2 separate regions of the Oryctolagus cuniculus genome follow, and region 1 is linked to region 2. A link is a contact called in public Micro-C data. All regions are on one chromosome and are shown on one strand. The core of a region is the stretch at or near the end of the contact, and the rest is flanking DNA. Distances in the headings are between cores, read along the strand shown.

Evidence for each region. Hi-C and Micro-C count contacts between places; a contact is called where the count stands out from the background.
Region 1: a Micro-C map of ear pinna shows a contact between it and region 2, with 4 times the contacts expected there. The contact joins the enhancer-like site here to the promoter of LOC138848742 in region 2. A contact is called at or near these places in 2 of 6 Hi-C or Micro-C datasets (ear pinna and an unstated tissue).

Annotation. Positions count from the first base shown.
Region 1 is chr2:177,467,541-177,474,602 of mOryCun1.1, forward strand. No RefSeq gene overlaps it. Among named protein-coding and RNA genes, the nearest start is that of POMC, 37 kb to the right of the region's middle. Within about 2 kb of position 4,546, at least 8 of the 8 cell types and tissues checked have an H3K27ac peak or open chromatin away from gene starts, as enhancers often do. A contact at or near this core is called in ear pinna, where this site is marked.
Region 2 is chr2:177,362,297-177,369,349 of mOryCun1.1, forward strand. LOC138848742 (collagen alpha-1(I) chain-like) reads right to left here and starts at 5,715. Exons shown (of 2, transcript XM_070069523.1): 1 at 3,782-5,715; 2 at 3,365-3,605. The coding sequence starts at 5,715. The coding sequence ends at 3,365. DNMT3A (DNA methyltransferase 3 alpha) reads left to right here and starts at 3,261. Exons shown (of 23, transcript XM_070069735.1): 1 at 3,261-3,279.

The DNA of each region.
Region 1 (7,062 bases), core at 3,296-5,795, 100 kb after region 2:
CTGTGGGCTCAGGGGCTGCATCACCCCCGTGCGAGCCCCTGCCTAGACTGGACACTTGTGGGGGGGCTTAGATGATTCTGGGAGCAGGGCAGGGCCTGGAGCGTGGGCAGGGGGCAGAGCACTGCCTGTCCTCTCTGGGGGCCTTGGCCCCTAAGAGGCGTGGCCCAGGGGCCACAGCACGGCTCTGCAGCCCAGTCCCCCGACATCTGGTAGATCCAGGCACTGCATGGGGGACCCCGCTGGGTTTCCTATTTCACAGGTTGCTGTCGTGCCCTGGGCGCCCCCATGAGAGCCGAGCCCTGCTGGGACCCTGACAGTCTCCCCCATTTTCTGTGGCCACTCTTGGCTTCTTTCCGGCTCTGCTCAGGGTTTGCTCATTTCTCGTATGTTTCCCTCACCTGATGGAAATCAGTGAGGAATGAAACAGACACTCCTCTCCTTCATGGGCTCCCTGAAGCCGGGTATGCCTTGTTGAATGAATAACTAACCACACCTAGCTCCTCACCTGCAGCATCTCTGGGACAGGGGCTTCGAAGGCTCTTTTGCTGGGCTGGGAGCTGTTCATGACGTCAGGGGCCCTCCGCTCTGCCCATGGAGCCCAGGGTCAGGAGGAAGGGAGGCATCGCCTGTCCTGAGAGTCCCCCAAGTCTCGGGAGTCCTACCGTGCACCTGCCAAACGGGACTGAGCTCCCTAAGGATGCAGGCTCCTGCCAATTCCTTTCCACGCCTTATCTCATTTAATTCCCATGCAAAGGCAAGGACTCAGATAATAACACCCATTTTACAGATGAGAAAGTTGAGGCTCATAAAGGTAGCAAATGGACAGACAAACTGTCTGACACCACAGCCCACCAGGCTGCCTTAGCCCCTCCAAGCCAGCATCCACCCCACGGGACAGCAACTCTGTAAGTGCAGAGGGAATATGGGCTTTTAAACTGATATGACTCGTACCCCCAGTGAGCCTACTATCCTGTTATCTGCCCCACATTTCCCTTTCTTTTTTGGGGGTGGTGGTGGCACTGGATCAGGAGGCTTTATTTACACAGTAAAAGCAGCAGGCGAATTCCCAGCTTGGGCGGGACACGGGGACCCACCTCCCCACCTGGCTCTGCGGCTCAGGAAAGCCGCACCCCCCAGGGCGACTCCGCAGGCGCAGAAAACTTCGTTTGCCAGAGGCAGTGCTAGAAGGTCAGACTATCCTGCCTGAGCTGCAGGTCTCCGCTTCTATCTGCAACTAAAAACAAACAAAAACCCCCATCCCCAGCTGTCCTCTCTCCAAGGAGGCCTGAGGGCGCTGACCACCATGTGTGGGTGCAAGGTGTGGTGCCATGGCCTGCGAAGGGGCCTGGGAGCCAGGGTCCCAGGGCGTGGCTGGGCTGCACCTGCGACCTTAAGCCCCTTGGTGGAAACGGGCACAAGGCCAGAGCTGTGTTTTTCCTTTTCTTTCTCTTGATTTATTTTTTTTAAGCTTTATTTGTTTGAAAGAGTTACAGGGGGAGAGAGGGAGAGGGAGAGGGAGACAGAGAGAGAGAGAGAGAGAGAGAGAGAGAGATCTTCCATCCTCTGGTTTACTCCCCAGATGGTTACAACAGCCAGGGCTGGGCCAAGCCGAGGCCAGGAGCCAGGAGCCTCGTCCGGGTCTCCCACGTGGGTGCAGGGGCCCAGCACTCAGGCTGTCTTCCACTGCTTTCCCAGGCCACTGGAAGCGCAGCGGCCAGAGCACGAGTCGGCACCCGTGTGGGATGCCCACGTTGCAGGCCGCAGCCTCACCCGCTGAGCCACGGCGCCGGCCCCCAGAGCTACGTTTCCGTGGCCAGGATGCCTGCTCCGTCAGGCTGGGCCCTGCCCGCCGCCAGCCGCACCCCCGCACGAAGATACTCGACACTGGCGCTTGTTTCCTGTTGAACTGGAACCTCTCCTGTATTTAAGCAAATTCACAAAAATTCCTGCCGCAGAAACTGTGCTGGGCCGGGGCTTTCTGAGAGTGAGACGGAATGCGGGCCGAGGGCAAAGCTCCCCGAGTACGGCCAGGGCTGCGGTTGGTCAGCAGCCAGCCTCTGGCCCTGAGCCCGCAGGCCCACCGGGCCCACAGCAGCGCCTCGGTGCCCTGGGTGCGATGCCACGTGACAGGAAGCCCCTCGTCCCCACCCGTGACCCCTCTCCTGGCCCTCAGGGACCCTGGGCAGGTGGACGGCCTGGCATAGCCGACCCACGGGCACTCAGCTCCCTCAGTCGCCCCCCAGGGCCCTGACAAAAGTGAGTCCTGCCCTGGCAGGAGCCGCCGTGTGTGCTGCTGGGGAGGATGCCCTGCCCTGTAGGGACGATGGCGTGGGGGCAGGAGAGCTCCCGGGGGACCCTCCCTCCGAGGGGTCCTGGACGGCTGGGTCGGCAGTGGGGCTGCACAGCAGAAGGTGGCAGCGCCTTCTAAATGGGTCTTGCTCTCTCCAGTCAAGAGACAACCTGAGGGGCGGGTGCTGTGGTGCCGCCTTCCCATATGGGCGCCATACGGTTCGAGTCCCAGCTGCTCCACTTCCGATCCAGCTCTCTGCTATGGCCGGGAAAGCAGTGGAGGATGGCCCAAGGCCTTGGGGCCCTGCACCCACAAGTGCTTGGTTCCCTGCACCTGTGTGGGAGACCCGGAAGAAGCTCCTGACTCCTGGCTTCCGCCTGGCTGTTGTGGCCATTTGGGGAGTGAACCAGCGGGTAGAAGACCTCTTTCTCTGTAACTCCACCTTTCAAATAAATAAAATAAATGTTAACAAAAGAAACCAGGCAACCTGAAACTAACTCACTTCTGCCGCCAGGCAGCTTCTGCTGCCACTGCTGTAGACCCAGCCCAGGAGCTTAGGGCTTGGATCAGAACACCTCTGCCCATCAGAGCCCGGGGCCTGGGCTTGCTGGTTGACGGGGCCAGCCAGGGATAGGGGGCAGGGACCCACGCTACCACCCTAGGCCTCCACTCCGGGCTCCGGGGAAAGGCAGCCAGGGCCCGGCTGCAGCTGGCACCAGGAGGGACCCTGCCTCTGCCTTCCACGGGAAAGACTGTACTAGAGGCTGTGTCCCCCGTGTGGCCACTCCAGGAATCGCGCCAACTTTACAGCAGTTAAAGAAGAGAGAAAAGCAAACAGTCCATAATCCCATTCCATGATCGCTCTTGGAATTTCTCCATGTCTCTCCTTTGTGCTGGATGCGAATACAACCCTACTAATTTAAAATCATGTAGTTCCTTATTACCCCACCTTGTAATAAGAACTAACCTTTATGGAGCACTTGCTGTGTGCCGGGTGCTATTCTGTAAACATCTGATCGGGAAGTCTCCTGCACTCCACATCACCATCCTTTGAACATATCTTTTTGGGGTGCATGTTTGGCACGGCAGTTAAGATGCCTCTCGGGAAGCCTACACCCCATAGTGGATTGCCTGGGTTCAAGTTCCGGCTTCCCGCTGACATGCACCTTGGAGGTAGCAGGTGATGGTCAAGCACTTGGGTCCCCCCCACCCACGTGAAAAAGAATGGAGTCCCTGGCTCTGGGCTTGCACGGCCCAGCCCTGGCTGTCTCTGGCATGTGGGGAGTGAACCAGCAAAAGGACGACCTGCCTGTATCTCTCCTTTCATACACACAAGTTTTTAAAGATTTGTTTATGGGGCCTGTGTAACCGGTTAGGCTGCTACCTGCAATGCCAGCATCCCATGCAGACGCTGGTTCAAATCCCAGCTGCTCCACTTCTGAGCCAGCTCTCTGCTATGGCCTGGGAAAGCAGTGGAAGATGGCCTAAGTGCTTGGGCCCCTGCACCCACATAGGAGACCTGATGAAGCTCCTGGCTCTTGGCTTTGGCCTGGCCCAGCCCTGTGAGTTGTGGCCATTTGGGGAGTGGACCAGTGATGGAAGATTCTCTCTCTTCCTCTCCCTAACTCTGCCTTTCAAATAAATACAATAAATCTTAAAATCCTAAAAAAATTTATTTGTGGAGCAGGAGCCATCAAGAGGGGCCAGACACACACACACACACACCACGCACTTTTTTGTTTTGTTTTGTTTGCTCTGCTGCAACATTTTCAGAGGCCATTAATGGCTACATACTACTCCGCGTCGTGGGCGTGCCGTAATTCATCCATAATTTCGGACATTTAGGTTGCTTTCTTGTCTTTTCTCTAGATGCTTCCATGATCAGCAATGCTTAGGTAAGTATTCTAGCATGTTCCTCCACAAATCGGCATACAGTTACGTAATTTTTTGGTAAAAAAAAAAGAAAAAAACCAAACGCCCTAGCACAGTACGAGAAGGCAGCCGAGTGGTGGCGCTAGCCCGGGGCTGGGGGCTGCGGCGTCCACGGCTTGGCCGGATGCGGATCCCCGGTACCGCCACTAACTGGGACGGACCACGCCGCACCGGCGGAGCCCACTCCCTGGCGACCCCGCGCTGGGGGAGGGGCAGGCCACCGCAGCCCCGGAGCCCCGCCCCCGACGCACGCGCGCACCGCCCTCCGCCGCGCTCCGGGACTTCCGGGAGAGCCGGAAGGGCCCGCCTCTGCGGGGCGGGGCCTGCGCGGTGACGTAGCCGCCTGGAGCGCTCCGTCGGCCGGCGTCGGCGGGCGCGCCGAGGGTGGGGGTTCCGTGTGCTCGGTCGGCGGGGTGACACGCCCGAGCGTTGTCGCAGCAACATCTCAGGTCTAAGTGCGAGCCGCAGCACTTGGGACCCCGGAAAGGGAGTGTGCGCCCGTCCATGTCCGGGGAGGGGGCCCGCAGTGCCCGGCCCAACCCGGTGGGGTGTCCCCTGGTGCCTAGGGGACCTTGGGGGGTGTCCCTGCAGGTGTCCGAGGAGGACGCCGCGGCCGGAGCTGTGTGCGGGGGTGGGGAAGGGGTCCCCAGCTGGTTGTCAGTGGCGGGAGCGCGGTGATGCGGAGGCGAGGTTTTGGGGGGCTGCCTGCCGCAGCCTCTAGCCGTGGGCAAGTTACGTCATGGCCCGGAGGCGCGGTTTCGCCACCTGGGAAGTGGGAACTGGGAACTGGGGCCGTGGCGGAGCTCTGGTGGACGCTGCAGGTGATGCTGCGGCGGAACTGGGCAGCACGGGCCCGGTGGCCGCCGCGGGAACACGCGCGCTTGCTTCCAGCTAGGGGCGCAGGTCTGGGAGGTGCACGGCTGCCTCCCGCGGCTGCGTCTCCGGTTTGCCGTGTGCTTTGTCCCTGCGTGTCCGGGGTAGGAGTCAGAGGGCCCGGGTGTGGGGGGGTGGTCACGGTTCCCAGGGGAAGCAGGACGCCTGAGCCCGCCCAGGTGGGAAGCAGAGGGACAGACAGCTGTGCTTTGAAGCTGCTGTGCCTAAACGGGCCGAAGGGACCAGGACCCCCGCAGACCCGGATGAAATTCGGCGGGCACCCCCACCCGCTGGATTCGGAGCTCGAGGCCCTGGGACTCCACTGCTGGGAGTCAGTGGGCCTAGTCGAGCTGTGGTTGGTTCTGCCAGGCAGGCACGCGCTCTGCCCAGGCGAACTCCCAGAGGGGCAGTGGGAAGCTACCGCAGGCCCTGGGCAGCCAAGCCTGAAACAGAAACGACCCCCTCTCCCCTCTCTCTCCACATTTTTTTTTTTTTAAAGAGGCCAGAGAACAGTAGAAGATGGCCCAACCACTGCTTTCCCAGGTGTATTAGCAGGGAGCTGGATCGGAAGTGGAGCAGCCAGGACTCCAATGGTGCTCATATGGGATGTCGGCACTGCAGGCAGCGGCTTTACCTACTACGCCACAGCACCGGCCCCTGTAAATTTTATTTTATTTTTTTTATCAAAGTATTGAAACCACACTTGTTTACTGGGTTAAAAAATTAGAAATCAGAAGAAAAAATGTTGAACCATCTGATGGTTATGTGGGTGTAGATTTTCATTAAAACTCATTTAACAAAGGTGCAGATATTGTATGTAAATTATACCTCAATGAAGTTTTTATTTAAGCATTTTTTTAAACTTTTTTAATTTTTATTTATTTATTTATTTTTGACAGAGTGGACAGTGAGAGAGAAAGGTTTTCCTTTTGCCGTTGGTTCACCCTCCAATGGCCACCGCAGCTGGCGTGCTGTGGCCGGCGCCCCGTGCTGATCCGATGGCAGGAGCCAGGGGCTTCTCCTGGTCTCCCATGGGGTGCAGGGCCCAAGCACTTGGGCCATCCTCCACTGCACTCCCTGGCCACAGCAGAGCTGGCCTGGAAGAGGGACAACCGGGACAGAATCCGGCGCCCCAACCGGGACTAGAACCCGGTGTGCCGGCGCCGCAGGCAGAGGATTAGCCTAGTGAGCCGCGGCGCCGGCCTATTTAAGCATTTTTAATTTAAAAACTCCAGAGCCAGGATTACGGCACAGCTGATTAAGCTACTGCCTGCAATGCCGGCATCCCATATGAGCCCTGATTAGAGTCCCGGCTGCTCCTCTTCCGATCCAGCTCTCTGCTGTGGCCTGGGAAAGCAGTACAAGATGGCTCAAGTGCTTGGGCCCCTGCACCCTCGTGGGAGACTGGAAGGTGTTCCAGGCTCCTGGCTTGGCTTTGGCCTGGCCCAGCCTTGGCCTTTGCAGTCATTTGGGGAGTGACTCATTCGGTGCATAGTCTCTGTAACGCTGTCTTTCAAATTAATAAACCTTAAAAAAAAAAAAACCTTTTTTGGTTTTTGTTTTTGGCTCTGCTTGGTCTCCTGCAAACAGGAAGGTACGGCACGGGCTGTAACTCCCCTGCTCCCAGCTTGCAGCCCCGTGGGCTCCGTGGCTCCCCGGGGGAGAATTCTGCTTCATCCTGCACCGTCCCGGTCCAGGTGGCCAGGCCGCCGGATGCGGCTGCAGGTAGCCATTTCCAGGAGAGAGAGAGGGGCTGGGCAGCCACAAGCGGCAGCAGCTGGAGCGCAGGACACCGGGGAGCTGTCAGGGAGACGACCTTGTCACAGCAGAGGTCATGGTGGCTGGCTGGCCTCACACTGCGGCCGGTCTGCTTAGCTCTTTGAACAGTCAGAATGCCAACACCCTTCTCTGTACTTAGTCACCTTGCCGAAGGCACTGCCGCCTGAGGACAACGCTGGGCATGGGTC
Region 2 (7,053 bases), core at 4,465-6,964:
GGACTAACGACAAGAACGCAAAGTCTACCAGGTTGTTGGGGACCAAGGCAGACCTAAGCAGCCCCTCTCCACCTGAGCGCAGGGATGCAGCCTTCCTCTGGGTCCATGGCGGGGAAGATGGTAGTGGGACCTGTTGCCAGCGAGAGGCTTAAGGGACCCTGCGGTTGTCATGGGGGCTGAATATGCCACGTCCCCCACACTTGGAGGCCCCTGGTGCCACTCACTTCCTGGCTCCCTGAAGTTGAATGGGGCTGTATGACTGGGGCCAGCGCCTTGCCACCGTGACACCCCCGGTGGCCTCCTCCAGATGGCCGGTCCCTGCACACTCAGCCAGCAGAGCCCCTACCTCTGAGACCTGCGAGTGACACGTGACACGGGCAGGAAAGGAGACCGTGTGGGGATTTTGTAATTATTCAGTAAATTAATTCATGGTTTCTCCATGCTTTTTAAAAAAATTGTGGTAAAATATACAAACAATTTACTATTTTAACCATTTTGAAGTGTAGAGTTCAGCGGCATTAAGTACAATCATAGAGTTGGAAATCCACCACTACCACCCCATCCCAGAACCTTTTAAAAAAGGTTTATGTATGTATTTATTTCAGAGGAAGAAAGATAGGGAAAGGGAGAGAGGGAGGGAGGGAGGAGAGAGGGAGGAAGGAAGATAGACAGGGAAAGAGAGGTCTTCCATCCGCTGGTTCATTCTCCAGATGACTGCAACGGCTGGAGCTGGACCAGGTCAAAGCCAGGAGCAGGGCTCTTTCTGCAAAGCCCACATGGGCTGCAGAGACTCAAGTTCTTGAGCCATCATCTACTGCTTCCCAGGCACATCAGCAAGAAGCTAGACAAGAAGCAGAGGGCTAGGACTCGGACCAACACTCTGACATGGGGTGCAGGTGCCGCCAGTAGAGGCTTAGCCCAGCAGCTCCTTTCTGTCTGAGGCTGGGTAACATTCCAATGCGTCCGTCACACACTGTTTATCCCTCCGTCCACTAATGGGCGTTCAGGCTGCTTCCACCTCCGTCCCAGGGTGAATTCTGCTGTGTGAGTGTGGTTATGCAAAAATCTATTTGAGCTCCTGATGTCAATTCTTTTGGATATATATCCAGAAGTGGAATTCCTGGCCACATAATTTTATTTTTATTTTTTAAGGATCTACCATATGGTTTTCCACAGAAATTGTGGGGTTTTTTTTAATTATTTTATTTTTTATTTTATTTATTTGAAAGGCAGAGCTATAGTGAGAGAGAGAGAGAGACAGAAAGGAGAGATCTTCTACCCACTGGTTCACTCCCCAAATGGTCACAACGGCTGGAGCTGGGCCAGGTGGAAACCAGGAGCCAGGAGCTTCTTTGGGGTCACCTATGTGGGTGCAGGGCCCAAGCACTTAAGCTGTCCTCCGCTGCTTTCCCAGGCGCATTAGTAGGGAGCTGGAGTGGAAGTGGAGCAGCCGGGACTTGAACCAGCACCCATATGGGATGCTGGCATGGCAGGCAGCGACCACCCATTGTGCCACAACACAGGCCCCAGCTGTGTGTGGTTTTAAGTCACTGAGATTGGGGGTGTTTGCTATCGCTTCTGGTTATTTAGGATCAACTGGGATTCCGGTGTGGTCCCAAGTGGGGCAGGAACGAGCGAGGGAGGGTGGGTGTCTGCCGTGGCTTGAATGGGATTGGGCTTCCTGCTGCAGATGTTCAAACACCAAAGGCCTACATCAATGGTTCACGGATCACCATCAGCAACAGGGCTGGAGGATGGAGGCTTGAGACAGTTACGTCTCCAGTGGAGGGTCCTTAGGTGATCCGGGGCTGGCCCGCAGAAGGCGGCTGGACAAAGTTAAGCGGAGTTCAGTCCAGCTCGCTCACTCTCCCTCTGCTCCTGGCTCATCACGCAATCCTGTCACACACGTGCCACCACCCATCGCCTGGATCCTGGACTGCGAGTTGCCCAAACTGTGACCCAAAGCAGGCCTCTTCCTTCCTAAGCGGCTCCTACCAATCTTTCACCTTAAAGTAACAAAGACCCAAGTAACCCAGAGGCCAGGGTGAGACCAAAGGCCTCAGGGCCAGGGGCTGGGACCACCTCTGCAGGCCACGCCTACAGGTGGCTTCTCAATGGACAGAGAGCTCCCCACACAGCCACCTTGGGCCTCTCTGGCTATGCAGACTCCCAGGGTCACACACTTCCCAGGTTCCCACTCATGTCGCCAGAAAGAGCACTACTGAATGGAAGCCCACACGGGCCCATCTTGGCCCTGAGCGATGGGCTGGTTAAGAGCTCCTGGAATGTTTTAAAGGTGGCTTCCGACTCACGGCCACCCGGCTTCGCGTCCTGCCACTTCCCATCTGCCTTGCGTCAGCCGCGCCTGTCTCTTCCTTTGTGAAGTAGGGACACCACAGGCCACCTCACGGGGTAGGGCTAAGGGAAGCTGCTGTGTCCTGGGTCCTGTGCTGGGCCCACCATGGGCACCTGGTGCGTGGTTGCTATTTGGGGGCAGGGTTCCATAAGCCCTGGATGGAGGGACAGGAGTGCCAGTCATTCCTCCAGGCTGAGAGCTTGTGGGTGCCCGCCCACAAGTAGCGGGCACAGAGCGAGGGGCCTGTAGCTCACACGGCCCTTCCAGCGTTCCCGTGCTCCAGGCGCCGGGTTGCACGGGTGACATGCAGTGTCCCCGTCTTCACGAGGCTCTGCAAGTGGCGAGGCGGAGGCCACGGAGGGCAGGGCCCCGCATCAGGAGCGTGGGTGACATGGAGTGAGGATGACATTGGAGAAGCCCGGGACGATTGCTGGGAGAGTGAACTCAGGGCCTGAGGGTCAGGGTAGGGTGGACGGAGGCCCTGGGAGTGTCCAAGGGCCTTCCGGAAGGCCCGCCTTTTCTCCTGGGTGACAGGACAGCTAGGGGCGGTGGAATCAGCTTCCTGGGACCCTCCAAGGGCTAAGGCTGCGGCGGTGGTGGGTGCTGCTCACAGGGAGGGCCTCGGAGCCCGCTGCGGGACAGGGGGTGTCTGGGGTGTGGGACGGGGCGTACTGCTGGGGGACTGGGTGGAATGGAGGCTGCAGGTGGGGGCAGGTTGCTGGGGAGGATGGGCCAGGCGAGCAGGCTGAGGAATAGAGAACCCCCTCCCACAGTGAGGGGGTGAGGGCGGATGCAGAGACGCAGGGAATCTCACAGCTGGAGGAGACTTTCCGAGTCATTTCGCTCAGCCTCCCACTCCACAAAACCGGTTCAGTCTTCCAGTGCCCAGCGGAGGACACCCAACTCCACTTGGACACCTCCAGGTACGGGGAGCTCACCCCTTGCAGGGTGGCTCATCCCGGGGAGGGGCTCGGGCTGGCAGCGGGTCCTGGCGCTGCTGCCGTGGCCCTACCGGGCCGCCGGGCCTCCACTCGGCGGCGGCGGCGGCGGCACCTGGCCGGGGGTTGCGGCGGGGCTGGACCGGCGCTGCTGTCCCCAGCCCCAGTGCTGAGGCAGGCAGAGTGCAGTGGGCTCTGGTGGAGGTCGTGAGAACTGCAGGGCGAAGGCCGCCGGGGGCTCCGCGGGCTGCGGGGGGAGGCACTTGACACCGGCCGGGGGAGAGGAGGGGCCGCTGTCCCTGCGGCCAGTGCTGGATGCGGGGACCCAGCGCAGAGGCAGCGCCAGGTAGCGGGGCGGCCCGCGGCGGCGGGGGTGGTGGGGGAGGACTGCAGCGAGGCCCCCCAACCCCGGGCTCGGCCGCCACTCCAGGGGCCCCCCGAGTGGCCGGGAGCGCGGCCGAGGCGGGGGTGCCGAGGCCCCGCGCACGGTCGGGGCGCTGCAGGGTCCGGCCCTCCGTCTCGCAGCGTGCGGGGGACCCCGGCGGGGCCGCAGAGTCGGGCCGAGGGCGCTAGGACCGGCCGCGCGCCCAGGCCGCTCCCGCCGCGGGCCGCCCCGGGGCCCCCCAGCCGGCGCTGCCTCCCGGGCCGGCTCCGCAGCGCCGGGGCCGGGGCCAGCGCGGCCGCGGGGGGCGAGCGGCGGGCGGAGGCCTGGGCCCGCGGGCGGCCGGAGGGAGGGAAGGAGGAAGGCGGAGAGAAGGGGTGGGAGGGGGGGACCCGGCGGAGGAGGCGGAGAGAGGGAGCGCGACAGCGAGCGGAGGGAGGGAGCGAGCGAGCGAGCGAGGCAGGCAGGCGGGCCGGGCGGGAGGGAGGGCGCGCGGGCGGCGGCGGCGGCGGCGAGAGCAGAGGACGAGCCGGGACGCGGCGCCGCGGCACCAGGGCGCGCAGCCGGGCCGGCCCGACCCGACCGGCCACACGGTAATGAGCGCCGCCGCTGGCGGCCCGGGAGGCCGGCCCGGAGGCGGGCGCGGAGCGGGAGGCCGGGCGGGGGGCGCCGCGGCGGGCAGTGCCCAGCTCGGGGCACGCTCCCGGGACCCCCGCAACTCGGCGCCGGGCGCCCGCGGGGCCGGGGCTGCGGGAGGGGACGGCCGGCCCCGGCTGGCCGGGGCGGCGCGGGGGATTTGAGGGTTTGTTTATGTCCCCGCGGGCTCTGCAGGCGCCCCCTCCTGTCCTGCCCGCTCCCGGCGCGGACCCCCCTCCCCGCCCCCGCCCGGCTCCGGGCTCAAGTTCAAGTCCATACAATGCCGCGGGGGGCCCCCTCCACCGCCTGCCTCGGCCGGCCGTGCCCGGCTCCGCGCTGCCGCAGGGGCCCCGGCCTGGCCGCCCCCGCCTTCCGGGCTCTGCCCCCGCCCCGGGGCCCTGCCTGGGGCCTGCGGCCGGGGCGCGCTGGAGGGCGCGGACCCCGACCCGGAATAATCGGCCCCCGCCGCGGCCCGCGGGGAGCGGGGGAGGGGGCGGGGGCCGGGCCCCGCGCAGGCTCCGCGGCGGCGGCAGAAAATGGCAGCCTGGCACGACCCGGCCCCCCGCCCCTCCCCCCGGCTCCCGGGCCTCCTCGGCCCGGCTGGGCGGGGGACCCGGGAGGCCTCCGGGGGCGGGCCGCGGGGTGACCGGGGGGCCGGGCCGCGGAGCGCAGCGCCGCGATCCTCCTCCGGCCACCTGTGGCTGGGGGTGCGGGGCGCCCGCGGAGCTGGGAGGGGCGGCGGGGGTGAGGAGAGCGCCCACTTTGGGGGCGCACCTTCCCGCGGAGAGACTGACGGCCCGCGACGGCGGCGGCGGCGTTTGGGAGATGGGGGGGGCGTCGTGCCTGGCTCCTCCCTGCCCCCGCTGCGGGCCGTGGGAGCCGGGGCGGCGGTGGTGGCGACGCCGCAGTGTGGGGGCGGGGCGGGGGCGGGCGGGGATCCCGGGCCGCCGGGGCCGGAAAACGCGGGGGTGGGAGCGGCGCGCGGGGGGGGGGGCACGCCTAGGGTCGCCCCCTGCAGCAGCCCGCCTCCCCGCACACACTCGCACGCACGCGGACACACTCACGCACACGCACCCCGCCGGGCCGGTGCAGACGTGTCCTTGAGAGCTTCGCGTCTGCACAGTGAAGGACGCGGCCTCGCCGAGGCTGCAGACCGGGGGCTTCGGCCCCGCGTCCACACGCCCCGGGGGACCCCGCGCTCCGTGTCCCGCCCTCACCCCAGCTCTCCTCGCCCTCCCTCGCCTTTGGCGCGGACCGAGCTGGCGCGGGTCCAGGGCCCGCCCCCGGCCTCCCCCAGCCCCTGGCCGCTGGGGCCCGCGGCCCTCGGGCTGCTGAGCTGCGTCTCGCTCTCCCGGAGCCTTCCTTCGTGGGCGCACCCGCTCCTCGCTCCCCGTGCGCTCCATCCCCTCTATGCGCCCCCCTATGCCGCGAGGCCCGCGAAGTCGGCGTTGGCGCCCTCGGGCTGTGTGTGTGTATGGAGGGGGCGCTGGCTTTCGTGGTGGGGGGGTCCCGCGAAGGTGCCCCCTGTGGCTGCACCTTGACCCAAGATGGCGTCTTGCACCCAGCTGGGCAGCTCTGGCCTGCGCCAGGCAGGAGGAAGGGCTGCGGCCCCAGAGCCACCCAGCTCGCCCCCTCTGCAGCCATCAGGCAGGAAAGCCTTGGAGAGAAGCGCCCTGCGCCCTGTGACCCGGCCTGCCCCTGGCCGCCGTGCCCAGGGACTGCCCTCAGCATCCCTGGGGGACTGCGCAGTCGTCATGTTTCACCGCGGGCTGCCAGCCGCGGGGCCTCCGGGGCAGGCGGCTGCCGAAGGGCTCCTGGGATCAGGTGCGGCTCCAGCGTGCCTCCTGCCTCCTGGGCAGATGTGCGGGCTGCAGCCAGGGGAGCGCCTCTCCCTGCCTTGCAGGGGTGTTGGCCCGCCTGGAGGGGGGGGGGCTTGAGGAGCCCAGCTGTCAGGCCCACCCTCCTGAGCTCTCCCCGGCCTGCTCCAGGTAGTTTGCTGAGCCACCTGCCTTTGGAGAGTTAGGCTGGGGAGAGTTCTTGTTGGGAGTGGAGGCCAAGATGGTTCCACTGAGGCCCTGGCAGAGCTGAGACAGCCGTGTGTGTGTACTCCAGCCACAGCCGTGTCCAGGAAGGACCCCAGGCCAACTTGTGCAGCGGGCAGGCACCTACCTGCCACCCGCCCCTTCTAGATCCCTTCCTGTGGGTCCTGGTGCCCTCTGCAGCCTCTTGGCCAGCTCCTCCTTGCTGGTTCTTCACCCCTGCTCTGGCAGGAGTGGACCTGGCCTGGGCTCACCAATGCTTTTCTCGTTACCCCACCCAGGCTTGGGTGCCCTCTGTAGGAGACTGACCCAGGAGAGGTGAATCTCCTGGCAGACCAAGGCCGCGTCCCCAGCCCCGCAGAAGCCTGGGAGAGGCGGCCAGTGGCCATCTGTCAGGGTGTCTGTGGACAGGATTCCTCTGCCGGGTGGGGGTTGGACTGGAGCTTGCAGGTTCATTCCAACTTCAAAATTCTATGGCTCAGATTCTCCTGGTGGAATTTCAGACTCAGGAGTGGGGGCAGGGTGCTCTGTTTCTCAGCACCCAAGGAAAGAAGGTAGGACCGGGGCTGGGAGGGCTGGGAGAGGAGGCCTGCTGTGAGGGGCGGGCTTGTCCCATCCGGCCGCCTGTAATCCCTCCAGCGCGGGTCTGTAGGTTCATGTGTGCGTCCGTCCATGTGCGTGGATGAGTCCCGAGCTCACAGC